Linked DNA regions of Gossypium arboreum: all the other regions are linked to region 1. The links are chromatin contacts, called in public Hi-C maps. All regions are on one chromosome and are shown on one strand. Each heading gives the region's core, a stretch centred on a gene start, on an enhancer-like site or on the middle of the called end of the contact. The rest is flanking DNA. Distances are from core to core; before and after follow the strand shown.

Region 1 (3,899 bases), core at 350-2,849:
TTACAAGTCGGTTCCACGTACAAGTTAAGTTTCTTAGCGAATCGAGAATCCACAAAATTATGTGTGCTTCCTGAGCAGACCAAACTGATTACGGATGAAGCCCCAACTGTAGTTGCCACTCGCATCGTGTGAAGCCCTTGTGAACCTTGTATAGCATGTAGAGAAAGAAGAGGTGGTGTGGTTGTTTCTTTTTCACGGTCAACCTTGTCAAGTGTATCCAGTGGTTCAGTTTCCTCTGTAAGTTCATCAATTTGAGGGCTCCTAATATCATCCTCACTATCAGGGTAAGGTTCGAGCATTACCTAATACAGTTGTGATTTGACACACTTGTGCCCTGGAGAGTATTTGGCTGTACACTAGAAACACAACCCTTTTTTTTCTCCGATCTTCCATATCAACCAGGGATAAGGATTTTGTCGATCCTTTCTGATTTCCTACTACTATAGAACTTGACCCATGAGTGAGCCTTGGAACCAAAAAAGATCGTGTAGGAGAAGATAGTGTTGGAGGTAAAGTAGCCCTTTTAGTATGACTCCCAATCTGACTTGGCCAGAATTTCCTTTGATTGTAGCCCAAAATCTCCTCCACCTGCTTGGCCATCAAATAACCCTCCACTAAAATCTTAGGTTTAAATAATAAAATGTATTGTCGTATCTCTATTTTCAAGTTGCTCACAAAAATATCTAAAGCATAATCATCTGGTAAATGATGTTGATTCAGCAAACTAAGAAAAGAATCAAGATACTGGTCAATGGCACATTGTTGTTTCAGTGCCACTAGCACTGACATAGGATTTAGAAACGAATTAGTGCCAAATCTTTCTTTCAAGGCACGAGTATAGGTATCCCAGGTCAGTGACGGTAATCCCCCATGTCTTTGAGCAAAGAAGTGATGCCACTCTAACTCTCTTCTATCCAGATTCAGCATCACTACCCTCACTCGAGCATTACCCAAGATGTTCTCAGCTTCAAAATACTGATCTAACTTGGACCACCAACTCCTAAAATTGGAATCATCAAATTGTGGGCAGTCAATTCTAAATCCCCAGTGTGATGTATCAACTCTTGTCATCCTCGAATTCGCTCCTTTTGGTCCCAAATCTGCCCAAGCATCTTTGATCGAATACCCCAGTGGAGCTTCCCCCATTATTACCTTACCCTTGTCATGGATAAGGTTGAGAACAGATGTTGAAGTCACCTGGCTGAAATACTTCTCAGAAAGAACTTGCATATCTGTTCGGATCTCTCTATAGAGTTAATCCATTCTACCGTTAAGTTGCGAAAGGTCCGCCTGCACCTGCGACATTTCCTACTGGATGTGTGAAATCTTTTTCTGAAGACGAGTGGTTGGGCCTTCACCGGTCATGGAGAATCGTTAGCTCTTATACCTTTCTTACGGTGTATTTTTTCAACTAGAAATAGAAGAGAAAGAAGGAGATTAGATAGGAAGAATTGAGAGGGAAAGAAGAAACCAATTTCTGAATATTTTCATAATTGTAGCAGCCAAAACATTGGTTGCATATAAGAAAGACAAAAAACAACCTAAACAGTTGTACAACCCGTATTTAGCGGGCCGTTATGCTAACTCTTTTACACAACGTTTCATTAAAACAACCTGATGAAACACATCGTTTAAGTAACACAAATAACATAATTAAAATAAGCCATAAATAACAAAACTCATAACCTAAAATAGCCGTTGAATAAAACATTTCGTATCAAAAGATGGAAAAAAATTGAATCAACAAAATAGAAGATGAACAATATGAAGTGAATTGAGTGTTATTAAACTTTTCCAAAAAGAATTTTAGAGAAAAACAATAAATGGCTTTAATAAATTCTCTAAGATTTCCTAGAGTTGGATCAAGTTGAATGAATAAGCTTGTAAGGAAAGAAAAAAAATAAATCTTTTAAAGGGAAAAAAGAATTAGTTGTTATGAATATATTATTAAATGGATGTTTATCATGATCAAGATAAAGTTTTAGTATACTTTAAATTCTAATAGTTATTGGAATTAAATCTCTTTTATACTTCTTATGCCTATAAATAGAGATTCTGATGAAGCATTGTAATCACCCCTTTTGATCATTAAAGTACATTCTCTGTTACTTTCATATTTTCTTTGTTCTTTATTCTCCCCATCTCTCTTTATTTTATAACATATTATCAGTACGATATTGCTCAAAGTGATAGTTCCTTTTATCGACGATCAAGTTTATCCTCCACAATTTTCAATTTCTTTGACGGCAAAATGCAAAGTTTTTACAAGAAGTTTATTTTATTTAATATTTCATATCAGATTATTATTTTTCATTCTTCTTTCATTATATGTTATCATTATTTTGATTAACTTATTTTACTTTTTGTTCTTAAGGATGGTGAAAGATTTGATACCGTTATCTATATGAAATCAAGAATATTTTCGAACTATCTCATACCTTCTAGTGATGATGATGTTGTTAAAGATCTTCAAGTATATTTTACTATGATTTATTTATTATATCATATTTATTATAATTAGAGACTAATCATGACAACATGAATAGATAGATTTTAATTTAAAATCCACGCATGTTTGCGATGGTGATTATGAAATAAAGAATCTATTGGGATGTTTATAAGTCCGTCCTACTAGATTTGTTGTATTCCCCAAAGTGAATGTAAACATAAAGAAAATAAAATATATACTAATTGACCACTAAAAGTGGGAACATAATAATAAATAAGAGAACAATGAGAGTTTTCAAGACAACTTTTCCAAGGGTAAAGATAACTTATGTTATCAATATGATATGAAAAATTATTAGCCACGTATGTGGCATATGCCCAAATATTTTGTTTCTATAAATATTCTTTGAGGAATAATATAAAATGTAGTAATGAATTCTATCATTACGGATAGAAAATATTTATCTTATTTGGTGCTGAAACAAACAAATATTATTCCAGTATTTAATAATACAAAATTAGTTGAAAGCTCCAAAAGAGCTAATATATCACTATCTAAAAAGTACAAAATTTGTGATGGTTAATGCATTACTTTTAAAAGTTATTTGTAATGGATCTCATATTGAGATTGTGAATGAGAAAAAATTATATTTCATATGAATAAAAAAGGGATTGAATTATTAATTTATAATATTTATGATATTCCTTTGTCATCATCCCTATTAAAGGGGTTGAAAACAAAATATTTGACTATAAAGATCTACTCATAAGCAATAGAATATGATAATTCTATCTAAAGCTTATTATGGTTGAATGCATCTAAAGTTGCAAGTATTTTTTAAAAACTGTAAGTATAATTCTACAGTATTCAGAATAAGTTCTAAATTAAAATTATGTGGTAAAATTTTACTGATGAAAACTTGTAAGAGAGAAAACTTATTTATGAAAAGTCATTGGTTATGTACTCGTTATACACATGGAAAATAAGATTCACTCTCAAGTTTGCTATTAATAGATTTTTGGGCATTTGAAGATTTTATCATATTCCCTGAAGTGAATATTACATACAATTATTTTGAAATTATATTTATTGACTTGGTGGCATCATAGACTTCACATTGATTTAGACATTTCCAGTAGTAAATATCACAATAGTACTTATATGTGGATACAAATTAAAAGGAATAATAATAAAATTATCAATTTGTTACAATTTAGTACAATTGAAACACATGCTAGAAATTTACTAATACAAATGTGTTTACTACTTGGCGTGACCAGTTGGACCATCTTGGATCATAAATGATGCGAAAATTAATTAAGAATTCATATGGACATTCAATTAAAGAATTAGAAGATTCTTTAATTTAAAAAATTCTCATTTGTTTTTTGTTTTCAATGAAAATTCATTATTAGAAACTCACTAGCTAAAGTTGAGATTTAACGTTTTG
Region 2 (3,508 bases), core at 832-3,331, 460 kb after region 1:
CATGGCTACATAATTAGAACTTTACATTTTGATGACTTATTTCATATCTTAATGCCATGGAATTTCACACTAATATTAACACCATTATACGCTTAATTATAATACTAACTTCATAAATCCTAACCATACTAACTTAGGAGAAAGGTGAGTATCCATAATACTTACCTCAAAGAATGCTCTACAATACTAAATCAAGCTTCCATGAGCTACAACTCATCCTCAATCAAGCTTGGAACTCCATAAATCAACATTTCTCTATTTCCATACAATAAAAATACATTCAAAAATTAATAAAAATTCCTTCCAAGCTTTCTCATAACATTTTTTAACAAATATCAAGCTAATAAGGGCATAGGAAGTCATTTTTACCTTATTAAGCTTTCTCACTCTAGCTTTAACTTCATTGGCTAAAACTCCATAAACCCTAGGTTAAAAATGATTAAATTGATGGAGGAATTGAGCTCAGGAGGTTGTTTACATGAAGATTTTTACAAAATCTTAAGGTGGGTAGTGGAAATTTTGAGAGAAATTGAAAAAATAAGAAAATGGCAGCAATGGTTATTGCTATTGTTGGAAAAGAGGGGGGGAAATGAGGTTAAAGGGGGTTCTCATCCTCTACAAAAATATCAACATGTGGGGCGTTGGGCCTATGTCCAACAACTTAAGTCTGAATTTGTCTGTTTGGAGATCATTTCCTTAATACGAGGTTCCAATGATCCAAAATAATTCCAGATATCAAATATCATATATAAATATCACTTCCATCATAAAAGTCTCAAGAATTGACCAAATTACCTTTTTGTGACAAAATTTCCTTTTTGCCCTTTTTTTACAATTTTCTTCTCAGAATTGATACTTAGACAAATTCAAGCTCATAATTCATCATAAATATTTAATATAACTTTATGAGTGGTAAAAATTGCACTTTGGCCCTTTTCCCAATAAAAATGAGAAAATTGCAATTCAATCTTTATATTATTCAAATTTTCCAATTTTAGTCCCCAAAAGTGATTTTCATTGCACCAAACCACATTCCAATCCATTTCATGTAAAATAATCCATAATAATTGATATTTTCCATTTTGGGTAATTTTGCACATAAGTCCTCATACTTGTCAAAATTTACAATTTGGTCCTTTTTGTCATATTTTCACTTTTACAACTCTTTTCACATATTTCCATCACCAATATCCAATGCGTTTTATAAAATTTCTTATCTGAGTCATTCCATAAATTTTTCTCATAATTTTTTCGTTATTTGAACTTGAAATTATGCCACATGTCATATCAAAATTTTCGAGGTGTTACAACGATGGTCAAATCGAACCAACCATGAGTTCTATTAATCCAACCGAATCGATTAAAATTCATTAAAAATTTATAAAAATATTAAAAAATTGATTCGACCATCAAGTCAATGATAAATCGACCTAATCTTTTGTTCCAAATCGGTATCCCAACTGATTCTCAAACCAACCGGATGATTCGATTCAGTTCCGAAATTCATAGTGTTATTAGATACTCGATAAGGGGGTATCAATACTTACCCGACAAGTATTAATACATAACCTAAAATGTGCATGAGAAAGACTTAGAAACATTTTTGAAAGGTCTTGGGTCCTTAAAAACATTTGTCTAAGGCATTTTGGAGACTTATTTTTAGTTTTATAAAACTTAAAAATATTTTAAGTATGATGAAATCATTTTTATTTTTATTTTTTGCAAATTTGAAATGTGTATTTTTTAAAGAAAAAGTTTAATATTAATTTTAATTAAAATAATTAAAGGTATCAATTATTAGTAGAATAATATGAATCAATTTAAAATAAATCTAAAAGATATTTTAATTATACTAAAAATATGTAAATATTAATTTTAAATTTAAAGAAAGTAGAGGATCATAACTTAAAATAATTTGTACTTGAAATAATCATTAATGCTTAATTTAATAAAATATTAATATTTTATGAAAAATGTTTAATTAATTTAATTTGATGATTTAAATGAAGGGGTGATAAGAGATGATGCTAGACACGTATCTTGTGTTATTATTTTAGACAGAAGTGAACAGTGTTTAATTTTAGACTGAAAGAGAGATGGATGCAGTGAAGTGTTGTAGTTGTATTACTTCTACTGCTTCTAAACTTCCTTCCAATCACAATCTGCCACGTCCTCTAAACGGACGTTAACGAGCCTAACCTCTCATCCCATCTCTCAAACCGTTAAAAAATGAAATAAGAAAAGCAAGACAGAGAGATCCAACGGCTAGGAAGTTAGGGCCGCAACTAACGAAAATAAAAATACCATCCGGTCAACCAAGTGTTACCACCAATTATTAAAAGCCACAATGCAAACGCCATCTTCGGCCCGCGACAGCTTAGAAGATCCACCGGATTACCTGGAATCGCCGGTGACCAACCACATAGCATTAGCAACAAAGAACCAACAGCTACACCAAGTTTTTACCTTTGTTTTCCATTCCCCCGTTTCTCTCTTTTCAACGCCCATTGCCTTCTCTCTCTCTTTCTCTCTCTCTTGGATCAACCCACCCAGAAAAAATTACTAAAAAAAAGGGCAAACGCAAAGGCAAAACACAAAGAACCGTCATATTTACCATTTGTGAGAATTTCTCTTATTTTCTTTACAGTTTTCCCCTATCCTTGGTTGGACCTTTATTGTTTCTTTCCTTTTATTGGTGCAATTCTTCTTCATTTCTTCTTCTCCTTCAATGAATATCGTGATACTGTTGTTGGTTTCATCTATTTATTGGTAAATTAATCGAGTTCTGATCTGGGGTTCTTTTTGGAGAGATTCCGTCAATTGCTTCAAGTGATTATAAAAAACCCATAATTTAGATGGGCTGTTGGATAGCTTGATTCGGAGGTAATTGAAGACTTAGTCATCGTATAAAGTTTTGAGTTTTTCTTTTTCTGATACCGTCTGGGTTAGTTTAGTTTGATCTGGAAGTTGACCCCGGTTCTACATATTTTAGAATTTTTACATCTTTACCCAACGAATTGGTTTCCTCAGATTTTTGAATTGTTGCCAAGGAACCCTAATGCACAAAATATAAGATTCCTTTAGGTTGGAATTTCATCGAGGCATTTGATTGCTTTGAGTAATTTTATCTGTCTGGTAATAAACTTAAGATTGGCTCCAAGCTTTGTTTGGAAGATTTCTGACAAGTTGCTTCAGGATTTGGTTGTGTTTTGAGACATTTCTCCAAGAATTTTAGAGAGGGTTGTTGAGATCTTTAATCCATGGTTGAGTAAGGAATATGGCAGCAGATATGGATATTTCAGCTCCATGTCAAATCGTAGAAGATAGTTATAGTAAGGATAATTTATCAGACATGGACAATGAAAATTTGGATAATGTAAAACGAGTCCCCCTTGGTAAACCTCCCCGCCACCTCTCAGTTATGCGCCATTCCATGGGCTCAGCCAAGTTGATTGCCGAGGCTAATCTGGTATGTTTCATCTCTAATCTTGAGCAAGATTTTTAATTG
Region 3 (3,478 bases), core at 385-2,884, 270 kb after region 1:
AACTAAACACGGAAGTAAGGCTTAGTGGAAAAGTCAAATTAGCCCACTAACTCTCCCCCGATAATCGTGACTAAGTACTCCACCATAATTTTAGTCTTATCAACTATAGTAACTTAGTTCCATTCTAACCAGTTCTCATTAGACTAACTAAATCGTCACACCCAAAAATAATAACTAATTCTATCAAATTACGAACTTAACTTAAACGCCTAAACAACTGGGGTGACGTATACTCCACAGGAGAGTTTACCAAACTACTGAGCTCGCCAAACACAAGATTCGCCAGTTGGTGCATTCACAGAGTCTTATACTTAGTTAAAACTAATACCTTACTCATTCAAATTTTACTTCAAATACCATATCTCTATAAATAGTAACAGAATACTAGAACTTCGTTGGGTGGGCAGTTATATATATAGTGATTAAGGACACCTCAACAACCAATTCTTCCTTAATCGTAAATAATCGTGGGAACCACCCAATGATTAACCCTTATCGAATGAATAACCCCAAAAGATGCTTTCACGACTTAATCCGTCAGCGGCCTTACAAGCTAGAAGAATCATACTCTAGTTAACGATCTCAACCGCGTGAATCATTTAAATTAGATCACTTAATCCCACGACGTCACCCAACTGCACTACCAATCAAACCTCAGCAACTTGTTCTTCGGTAAAGTAATTCGGCACCAAATTAATTGTACCAACTGTGTATTGTTCCCAACACTGTATAAAGGATCCTTCTTGACACGGAGCTAAAAACAATACTATGAGACGATCCTATCTATCTCTTGACTTGGAGAAAAAACAAATACCTTAACGAGAAGGGTTAAACACGATTTCGGATCTCACAACTCAAATACCAAATTTTGGTTTACCTTTGGTTAGAAATTGATTTAGTTGCTCATAATAAAAAAAAATAACAAAGGAAATATAATTGAATAAATCGAAAAAATAAAATAGAAAAAGAAAAGAAAAGAAAAACAGTAGAAAGGCACAACGCCAAATTGAATAAAGCACATAAATATGTCAAGTTGGTACACTATCGATTGTCTAGGTTGATTTAACAATTTTAAGTGGATTCTCTGCCAAAAGCCATTCACTTTGCTCGGTTAAAATCAATTTGCAAGCATACAATGGGAGTTGTATCATGTTTTAGTTGAATTAATTTGATTTTAGAACGTTGGATTATATCACACTCACGTGTGTAAAAGTAAAATCTTTATGTAAAAATATGTTTATAAAAATGTTAATAATAAATGAGCTATAGGTAGAGGGTAAAGATTTTATATACAAATTTTCGTCAATTCCAGTTTGATTCTTGGACCTCTATTATTTTTTAGTGTTTTAAATTTTTTAATTTATATAAAATAAAAATAAAATATTATTATAATAATATTTATAATTTTTAAAAATATTTTAAATTAAATTTATAATTTTTCGACTAAATATATATATTTATTAAATTAATATTAAAATAACTTGTAACACTGCATGACAGAATTGGAGTATTGGACTACAAATTCTGAACCAGCACACAAACCCTCATGATGTCCCAGAACTGATAAATATCTATATTTCAGAAATATAAGTAAACAACGGGCGCCATTGAAGAAGTTAGGCCTGGCCCAACAACTTCCACCGCGGGGCTTATCAAAGTCAAAATCAACTTCCCTGCTTTCAATTCTCACCTGCTTCCTTTCCTTTGTATTTCTCTCTCTCTCTCTCTCTCTCTCTCTCTTAAATTATGACTATCCTCTCTAATTCTTTGGTTTTGCCCACAAGTCTTCCATTCCAATTATCTTCTTCTGGTAATATAATTCCTTTACTTCATCTCTCTTCTTTTTTCCTTCTGATCTTCTTTTTTTCTGTTCATTCGTTCTAATCAACTTTATTTTAAATGGAATATAATTCAACTTCTAAGTTCTAATGCATAATAAATTAATACTCTCCTCTTCTTTCTTGCTTAGGCCGTCGGATTTATTGCACTAGCTGAAAACTTTTAGCTGCATTTAGTTCTACACTAGTCATTTCCATGATTTTTTTTGGGTTCAAGACCCTGCTTAATTTTGATTGCCCTAAACTGTACTTGTTATTTTTTATTTTTTATTCAGTGAAATAAGATAGTAATGCAGAAAAAAATTTTGAAGGAATATGATCTATCATCGTTGTATCTGTGGACTTTGATTAAATTTTCAATATTGAAGCTGTGGGAGGGTAGTAGAATAATTACAATAGGCCTTATTCATTCTTTAAATATGTTAGCATACTTGTAAAATATTTGACTTGGTGTACCCTAAAACCCTGGGGCAATAACCGACTGCAAATGCTATAAGCTAAAGATGAAAGATAACGATTGGATTCGCTAAAGGTTATAGCTTGGTTGGAATTGATTGTTTGACATGACGCTCATGATTGTTTGTTTATTTTAGTTCAGCCGTTCAGATCTTTTACAACAAGAATCTGGGTTTTAGTGTTGATTCAGATTTTTAGATTATATCATCATTATCGTCATCATGTTCATGTCCATTCTTTGAAATCAGAAAATTGGTTGTCTTTGCTCTTTATACAAACGCAAAACTAAACTAATATTAATTCTATTTTCTATTATATGTCTACACCAAAGCTGTATCATTGTTTTGTTCCTTACTTTTTTTTGTGTGTGTGTTTAGGCTCACATTTAAAGACAGCAGGGGGTGCTAGTCCCACAAACTCGTCATTCAATTCTAATGGCTTAGGAAAACTGCATCTTTCTTCCTCTAGAAGGCCAGTAGTAACAGTTCAAGCTTCCTACAGGTATCATCACTGATCACGTTCGGAGCACAAGAATGCATAATAGTACGTACAAGTAGTCCTGTAACTGGCACCTACTAATGAAAGCATTATCAACTAAATACTTAAGTTCTATGTTGGTCTAACTTTTTATTTTTCTTCAAGTGTATGTTTCAGACACATTTGGATTGGATACGGAGAGATGACACTCCAAAGACCATCCAAATACTTAGAAAATTTTGAATATACCCATGTCAAAGACATACATGTAACAGACGTTCATATCTAAGTCTTGAGTAACATACCTTAAGTTTGTTATGTTGTTTTTGGATGTTCTGTTGTGGACATTAATATTATAGAAATACTCAGTGGGAGTCTTTCTCTTCTTGTGTCCTTAGTGATGGTGAAAGACCAAGCAGTGCAGGCATCTTTGTTGGAGGTTTTATTTTGGGAGGACTTGTGGTTGGTGCACTTGGATGTGTATTTGCTCCCCAGGTGATATTAGCATTGCAAATGGATGCAAAATTGCACTAAAATATCTCCTTGTTTCTCCATTATGTATATTTGTTATCTGTTCAAGTGAAATAAAACACCTCCATTGATTCATCAATTCGTTCTGGTTTTATAGTTTCTGATTTTTCTATTTAGATGATTCAGACCTGCAGAACTCTGGGAAATATTATTTGTGTTTGGCTTTTTGTATAACC
Region 4 (3,649 bases), core at 673-3,172, 480 kb after region 1:
TCAAGTACATAGATGTAATCACTACACTAAGGATGCTAGATCCCAACTCCAGTTGCATTTATAGATTTGATTAATCGTATCTTCCAACAATATGTTGATCAATTTTTGGTGGTGTTCATTGATAATATTTTAGTGTATTCGAGGTTTAAGGATGATAATGATAGACATCTTTGAGTTGTTCTATAGATTTTCTGAGAAAAGAAGTTATCTGTAAAGTTGAGTAAACGTGATTTCTAGTTGTCAAAAGTGATTTTTCTTGGTCATCTTATTTTGAGGTTGGTGTTAAAGTTAACCTTAAGAAGATAGAAGCTATCCTGGAGCGGAAAGAACCTAAGAATGTTATCGAGGTTAATAGTTTCTTGGGTTTTAGCTGGATTTTATTGTCACTTTGTTAAGGGTTTTTCCATGATTTCCATTCCGTTGAAGAAATTGTTGTAAAGAGGTAAGCCATTTGAGTGGAATGAGAAGCATCAGGAGAGTTTCGAGTAATTAAAGGTTATTTTAACAAAGGCTCTTGTTTTGAATCAACCAGAATTAAGGGAAAGACTATTATTTACGATGATGCTTCATATACTGGTTTAGGATGTATAATGATGCAAGAGGGGAAGGTAGTGACATATGCTTCAAGGCAATTGAAAAATCATGAGCGAAACTATCTAACTCATGATTTAGAGTTGGTGATGGTAGTATTTGCATTAATGATATGATGACACCATCTGTATTGTAAGAAGTTTTATATATACATTAATTACAAGAGTCCTAAATATCTCTTAACTCAGAATAAGTTGAACTTGAGATAGTGAAGATGGATTGAACTATTAAAGGATTATGATTATATTATTGATTATTATCTGGGCAAGACAAATGGCGGTGTTGATGCTTTGAGTAAGAAGTTATTGGTAGATTTGAGAGCTATGTTTGCTCGGTTATAGTTGGTGGATGATGGTGGTCTTTTGGCTGAATTGCAAGTTAAGCAAATTAGAAGTTGTTAGCAAATTAGAGATAAACAATTGGTTGATATGAAGTTGTTAGCAATGAGAAGGTAATTTGAGGAAAATAGAGCTAATGACTGTGATATCGATATAATGATGGTCGTTTGATGTTCTAAAAGAGGATTTATGTGACTAGTGATGAGGAGTTGAAGCATGAGATACTTCAAGAGGCTCCCAGTAGTTTCTATGCCATACATCCTGGAGATAACAAGATGTGCCATAATTTGAAAGGTTTGTATTGGTGGTTCGATATGAAAAGGAAGGTTATTGAGTATGTTGCAAAATATTTGACTTGTCAACAAGTCACAATTGAGCATTAGTTTCTATTGAGTTTACTTTAGTTGATTGCAATACCAAATACGATGATTTTTTTGATTAGGCTGCCTTTGACTTTGAAGAAAAGAGAAACAATTTAACTAATATTAGTGTGAAATATTTTCACATCGCTATGACAATGCGACTACCATGAAATAGCGACAGGTATACCACTGCCCAACAAGTCAATCACAAGCATTGAAAGAAGAAGGAATTCAAAGATTCCTAGCTTACAACCCTAGTAACAGTAAACGTAGCCTTACGATTCTATTAAAAGATTATGTAGATGAGTATAAGTTTTGTTTTTAATCTTGGATGAATAGAGTAATTTGAGTGGCGGTGTGGCGTAAAGTTGAGCTGAAAATGGACTTGGGGAGCCATTTTAAGGTCCATGTATGAGGCCCTGAAATAAATGGATTGGGCTAGAATCAGGGAAGGGCCCATTAAATCACGAATCAGGTGAGAGAGAGAAGAAGCACAGAGGAAGCACAACAAAAGAAAGAGGTGAGAATCTGGAAAGCCAAAAAGATTAGGAGTGACACAGCCAATAACATAAAAGCACACAGATCGATGACGTGGCATGAAAATTCCCAATCCCGCCTAAACCCCCTCAATTCTCATTTCGCGTGCAATTGAATTTCAATTTGCCCAAAACTTAATATCTCCGCTTTCGAGATTCGGCCTCTCAACTCAACCCTCCTCTATTCTCAATACATCTCTATTTCTATCGCACTTTTATTCCCCAATTCCTCTCTCCCTCTCTCATCCGTAACTCTAACCCTAGCCCTCTATCAGGTATTTCCCCATCGATTTTTATCGAATTTCCACTTCTTTCTATCGATTTCATCTGCTTTTTCACTCATCTGCGATTTCATTTGCAGGATTCAAACATGAAAGGAGGTAAATCCAAGTCGGATGCCAAGAGCGCCAAGTAAGCTTTTCTCCTTTCGGCTCTTCAGATCGCGTGTTCTAGGACCTCAGATCGTGATGTGTATTAACGTTTCCTATTATTTGACTTCTATTTTTTTTTAAATTTTTTGGTTCGTTTGTAGGCTCTCCGTGAATAAGAAATCAATCACGAAAGCTGGAAAGAAATCGGGGAAGGCAGCTAAGGATCCAAACAAGCCAAAGAGGCCTGCTAGCGCCTTCTTCGTTTTCATGTAATCATTCATGAATCTCTCCTGTATTTGTCGGTTTTCTTTAAATTTTTTGGTTTGTTCCATTTGCTTCGTGGAAAACTCTGGCGTTTATATTCTTCGTAAAAACCACAATCGAAGAGGTGAATTGAACGAATCTTCTTATTGTCAAAGCAAAGTTGATCTTCGAGGATGAGATTACTATTTACATTCATATTTCATCTAATTTGTTAATGTTGATTTCGTGATAAAAGGGAGGAGTTCCGCGAGCAATACAAGAAGGAGCACCCTAAAAACAAGTCCGTTGCTGCTGTAAGTATGACCATTTTCTTTTTTGGATTTTCTTACAGGTTTCTTTCCTTTTTATTTATTTATTTATTTTCTTAATTTCTCTTTTGGATTCAAATTCAGGTTGGCAAAGCTGGTGGAGATAAATGGAAGAGCCTTTCTGAAGCTGTAAGTATTTTTCTATGTTCAGTACTGAAAATAATCTTCAACATACATGCAAATGTGCATCATGATTAATGTAAAATAAATGATTTTAGGAAAAGCGACCTTATGTTGATAAGGCAGAGAAACGAAAGGTCGAGTATGAAAAGAACATGAAAGCCTACAATAAGAGACAGGTGATTTGCTGTTATCTTTTGTTTATACATATTATTTGACGAGTTAAAAGTTAATAAACTTTTTGGATTAATTCCAGGCTGAGGGTCCCCAAGAAGATGAGGAGGAATCTGAGAAGTCTGTATCTGAGGTGAATGATGAAGAAGAAGATGATGATGAAGGCAGTGGAGACGTGAGTTGCAATTAGTATAAGTTTTGTGTCACTGATCTTCTGGCTTATTTTGGACCCTATTGATTCGGGTTTCTCTTTTTTGGTAAATGCAGGAAGAAGATGATGAGTAGGAAAAATCCTGGGAGGATAGCATAATCAAAGTAGGCTGTGATAGTGTTTGATCATCTTATGTTAATGCTTTTTAAATGCAAATTTCATTTAAGCAAAAATGTAACTCTGGATGGTGTTGGTTTCTTTTGACGTTTGGAAATTAATAGTTGTAGATGGGTAATTTGTTGCTACATGTATTTTGCATTTGAAGTTGAATGGCGTAAGATAGGTAAATCCTTTTCTAGAGAATTTGGTCCCTCTTTGTATGACTTTGTTACCTGCCCATATTCTATTGCTTTTTTGCTGCTGTTCTATTGGTT
Region 5 (3,517 bases), core at 642-3,141, 390 kb before region 1:
ATTAAGCTATTTGGAAAATAGTTAACCCAAGCCTCATTTCCCAATGCACGAATCAATCTTTCAAACAGATTTACCCTTATGCCATGTAAAGGGAGGTCCCCTGAACCCCAAATCATGAAGGTTAGCCAATTTCACAAAATTACCAAAGTGAGGGCATCTCTTGCCAGCCGAAAGGCCATCCATTTTCTCATTTGTGGAAAGAATAGCATTAAAGTCTCCGATCACCATCCAAGGAGTTTGCCCAACAGGAATAGTATCTCTCAAATCATACGAAAAGTTTTCCCGCTTCTGACAATTAGGACTTCCATAAATGAACCTAATTGAAATCGAATTTGACGAAGAACTAAGCCAAACCCGAGTAATAATGAATTGGGGGTGTTTTCGTATAATCTTAACTTTAACAGACTTATTCCATCCAATCCAATGCCCCTAGCATAACCAATAGCCTCCATTTGGTGAGAAAATTGAAATCCCAAATTTGCAATAATTTTATCAGCCTTGGGCCCACTAACTCTACTTTCGAACAAGCTAATAATATTTGGTCTATACTCCATAGTATACCCACGAAAAATGCGAGGAAATCTGGCATTGGTGCATCCTTGACAATTCTAAGAAAAAATCGAGAGATTCATAATTAATAAAAAATTGTAAAGAACCATACCATTACTATCGGGAATCGTTCAATCCACTAGGGTTAGATTCAACAAGCACTCCCATTTTATCTTCGTTCGAGAGGTCAGAGGATATAAGCTTCGCCACCTATTTCATAGAGTCAGCTAAAGAAACTCGTGAGTTTACAGAAGCTTTAAATATACTCTCGCGTCCCTTTAAGACATTACTATTATTATGTCCTCCTTTAGTAATGCCAAAATTTTCATTGCTTTTTCGATCCTTATTTCCTGTGTTGCCTGCACTCATAGGCTCAAAAGTATGACCTTTAGACTAATAAGGAGAATTAGAAAATTTTTTAAAAGTGACAGCAAAGTGTTTCCCTTGATCTAAAATATTATCAGTTAGCTGGACCTCAACCTCTACAAGGCCTTCAAAAGCTGGGTTGAAATGTGCCTTGATATAATTTGAGTTGCTAGCTCGCAATTTAGAGTCAAAATGGTTTCCAAAGTTACCTGCATCCGAAAAAACAGTAACAAATTCTAGGTTAGTCAAAATTAATTTAACATTTGGAAAAACCTGGGGTTTCTTGGAATTGGACTATGCAGGAGAAAGCTATTGGTCATTAACGGGCCTGGGGAGAGGCAAAGGCCTATCTTGCTTTTCCACCGATCCACAAGCTTGAATACTTGTGGTCCTTGAATTCATATGTATACTGGATGCAAAAAGATTTGCTTCAATTGGACAAGCCTGCAAACATAATCCGTTTGGGTTCTCTTTGGATGGCGGCCTAACCAGAGACCCATTTGACCCACTATCAATCATTATATTTTTCCTCAGACTTTTCAGCCTTATTCTGTCATTTTCTTGGCCCAAATGGACTCTTCCCCCCATGCGCTTAGTAACTAATTTAGTAGTATTCTTTTAGGCTTCCAAATTCAGGCCCGGATTGCAAATATTCTTTTGGGCATCTGAATCAAGAACCAATTTTTTAGCAGCTTTAATATGCGGGTAAGTCACAGATTTAATATTATTTTCTTCCCTAGAATCAAGGGGAATCAAATCAGATTCCACCGCATTAGCGTTTAATCCCCCAAAATCTGCCTTTGTCGTCTCCTCTTCACTGCCAGTCCTCTTACCTTTAATGTTAAGGACATTAAATTTGGAGCCCAACCTCCCTTTTCTAGCAACCATACCACCAGAATCCTGAGAGTTCCCTGATCTTCACTGGGATCTATGCTCCACCAACATCTAAGGACCGAAAGTTGGTTCAGAGTCCTTCCTAAGGTAGCCATTGTTGTTGCTTGAACCACCGTCAATCACCACTTTGTCACCAGCTTTGTTCGATGTTTCTTTCGATAAGGGACACAACTCCCTCACATGCCCGTATTTTCCATAGGTAAAACAAATCGTTGGTAAGGCTTTATATTCCACCCTCTGAATTTTTCCATTAACACAAATCTGAGAAATGAGAGGCTTATCCAGGTTGATGAACAGAGCCATTCTGGAAAATCTGCCCCTAGTTCTATTATCGGTATTAAAGTCAAACTTTACAACCTTACCGATCATGCTTCCAATTGCCTCGAGGATCTTCCTCTTGTACATAAACCCAGGTAATCCAGGTAGCCTGATCCACGCCATAACTACAGTTGGGTATGGTTGAAGGGGAGAAAAGTCTTTTGTCCACGGTTGGACTGTCAAATATTGCCCAAAAATTATCCATGGTCCCTGTGTTAAAACATCGTCATAATCCTCCTTGTTCTGGAACTTATATCCATTAATTGAAATGGATGTATATGCTTCCAAAGGTTGCTAATTCGAATAAACAGAACACCATAGCTGATATTTTGGCCTAGTAGTTTTAAAACTACTGTCATCTCCATCTCTTTGTATAAAATTTCTTTGACTCGATCGGAGAAATCAATTGTCGGGATTCCATTAACAGTGGACCTTATAATATCATCGTCCAACAGAATAAAATCTCCATCACTTCCCTCATCAACCCCCGCAACTTCCTGACCAGCACCAGACGAACCAGCCCCAAAGAGTTTGTCTTTCCATGACATTGTCGCACTTAAAGGTGGATCAGAGTCCATAGCCATATCCACAGAAGCCCCATCGGAATCATCTTTAAACCTAATTTTCTTGGTGTTACGATCTTCAGATAATTGTGAATCACCATCACCGTCACCACTTTCAGAGAGTTTTCCATCAAAGAATCTAAAAGATTAACATGATGATGCTTTTATTTATTACTAGTATTAGTTCCCTTCTTACGCAAAGGTTATATATTTACACGATTTTTAATTAAATTGTAAAAATGAAATGTTTTAAATAACAATAAAAGTTCACTTTATTTATCAAAATTTGTAACTTCACTTTTTCAATGTTGCTACTCTTAACCTCCAACGTCGTGACCTTGGTCATAGTCCACCTACAATGATGATGTATCTCAAAATTCATCCTAGGTACATATTCTGCTTTAATGTCATGATTTCGTGTATTCAATGCAGCAACATTCTCAACAATCTTCTAACATCTATGCCATTTAGCTCAAGTCAGTTTCTTACACCAATTACATCACTTAGTTAGAATTTATTAGGAATGATGTTGCTTAATTTGTCAATAAATATCTTATAAGGCTTATTTTAATCGACAAAGCATAAATAACAAATAAATCATAAAACTATTAAAATAACATTAAAATTCTTGATTCAAAGGTTGTTAAGTATTGAAAATGACTCAATTTGCCATATTAAATTATGACAGATCAAATTCTGACACTTAAATCTTTGCTTCTCTTCAAGCAAACACACAGACTAGAAAAGAACTTGATGCAATCGTAAACCAACTAAAAATCTAACTAAGGCAAGTGCACCTATTAATTAATAGTATAGTTACAGTGAGC

What was found. Hi-C and Micro-C count contacts between places; a contact is called where the count stands out from the background.
Region 2: a contact with region 1 is called in a Hi-C map of leaf, with 4 times the contacts expected there. The contact joins the promoter of LOC108465649 here to the promoter of LOC128290524 in region 1. A contact is called at or near these places in 3 of 5 Hi-C or Micro-C datasets (all in leaf).
Region 3: a contact with region 1 is called in a Hi-C map of leaf, with 4 times the contacts expected there. The contact joins the promoter of LOC108465644 here to the promoter of LOC128290524 in region 1. A contact is called at or near these places in 4 of 5 Hi-C or Micro-C datasets (all in leaf).
Region 4: a contact with region 1 is called in a Hi-C map of leaf, with 4 times the contacts expected there. The contact joins the promoter of LOC108465643 here to the promoter of LOC128290524 in region 1. A contact is called at or near these places in 2 of 5 Hi-C or Micro-C datasets (both in leaf).
Region 5: a contact with region 1 is called in a Hi-C map of leaf, with 2.9 times the contacts expected there. The contact joins the enhancer-like site here to the promoter of LOC128290524 in region 1. A contact is called at or near these places in 2 of 5 Hi-C or Micro-C datasets (both in leaf).

The regions. Positions count from the first base shown.
Region 1 is chr3:105,841,208-105,845,106 of ASM2569848v2, forward strand. LOC128290524 reads right to left here and starts at 1,600. Exons shown (of 2, transcript XM_053026205.1): 1 at 1-1,600. The coding sequence starts at 1,230. The coding sequence ends at 280.
Region 2 is chr3:106,304,802-106,308,309 of ASM2569848v2, forward strand. It overlaps LOC108465649 (probable protein phosphatase 2C 27), which reads left to right and starts at 2,082. Exons shown (of 4, transcript XM_017766019.2): 1 at 2,082-3,469. The coding sequence starts at 3,278.
Region 3 is chr3:106,108,948-106,112,425 of ASM2569848v2, forward strand. It overlaps LOC108465644, which reads left to right and starts at 1,635. Exons shown (of 5, transcript XM_017766015.2): 1 at 1,635-1,810; 2 at 2,672-2,795; 3 at 3,170-3,266. The coding sequence starts at 1,747.
Region 4 is chr3:106,322,850-106,326,498 of ASM2569848v2, forward strand. It overlaps LOC108465643 (high mobility group B protein 3-like), which reads left to right and starts at 1,923. Exons shown (of 8, transcript XM_017766014.2): 1 at 1,923-2,102; 2 at 2,189-2,238; 3 at 2,360-2,467; 4 at 2,698-2,755; 5 at 2,855-2,899; 6 at 2,989-3,069; 7 at 3,147-3,239; 8 at 3,332-3,578. The coding sequence starts at 2,198. The coding sequence ends at 3,349.
Region 5 is chr3:105,453,585-105,457,101 of ASM2569848v2, forward strand. No RefSeq gene overlaps it. Among protein-coding and RNA genes, the nearest start is that of LOC108475276, 14 kb to the left of the region's middle. Within about 2 kb of position 1,892, at least 2 of the 2 cell types and tissues checked have an H3K27ac peak or open chromatin away from gene starts, as enhancers often do. A contact at or near this core is called in leaf, where this site is marked.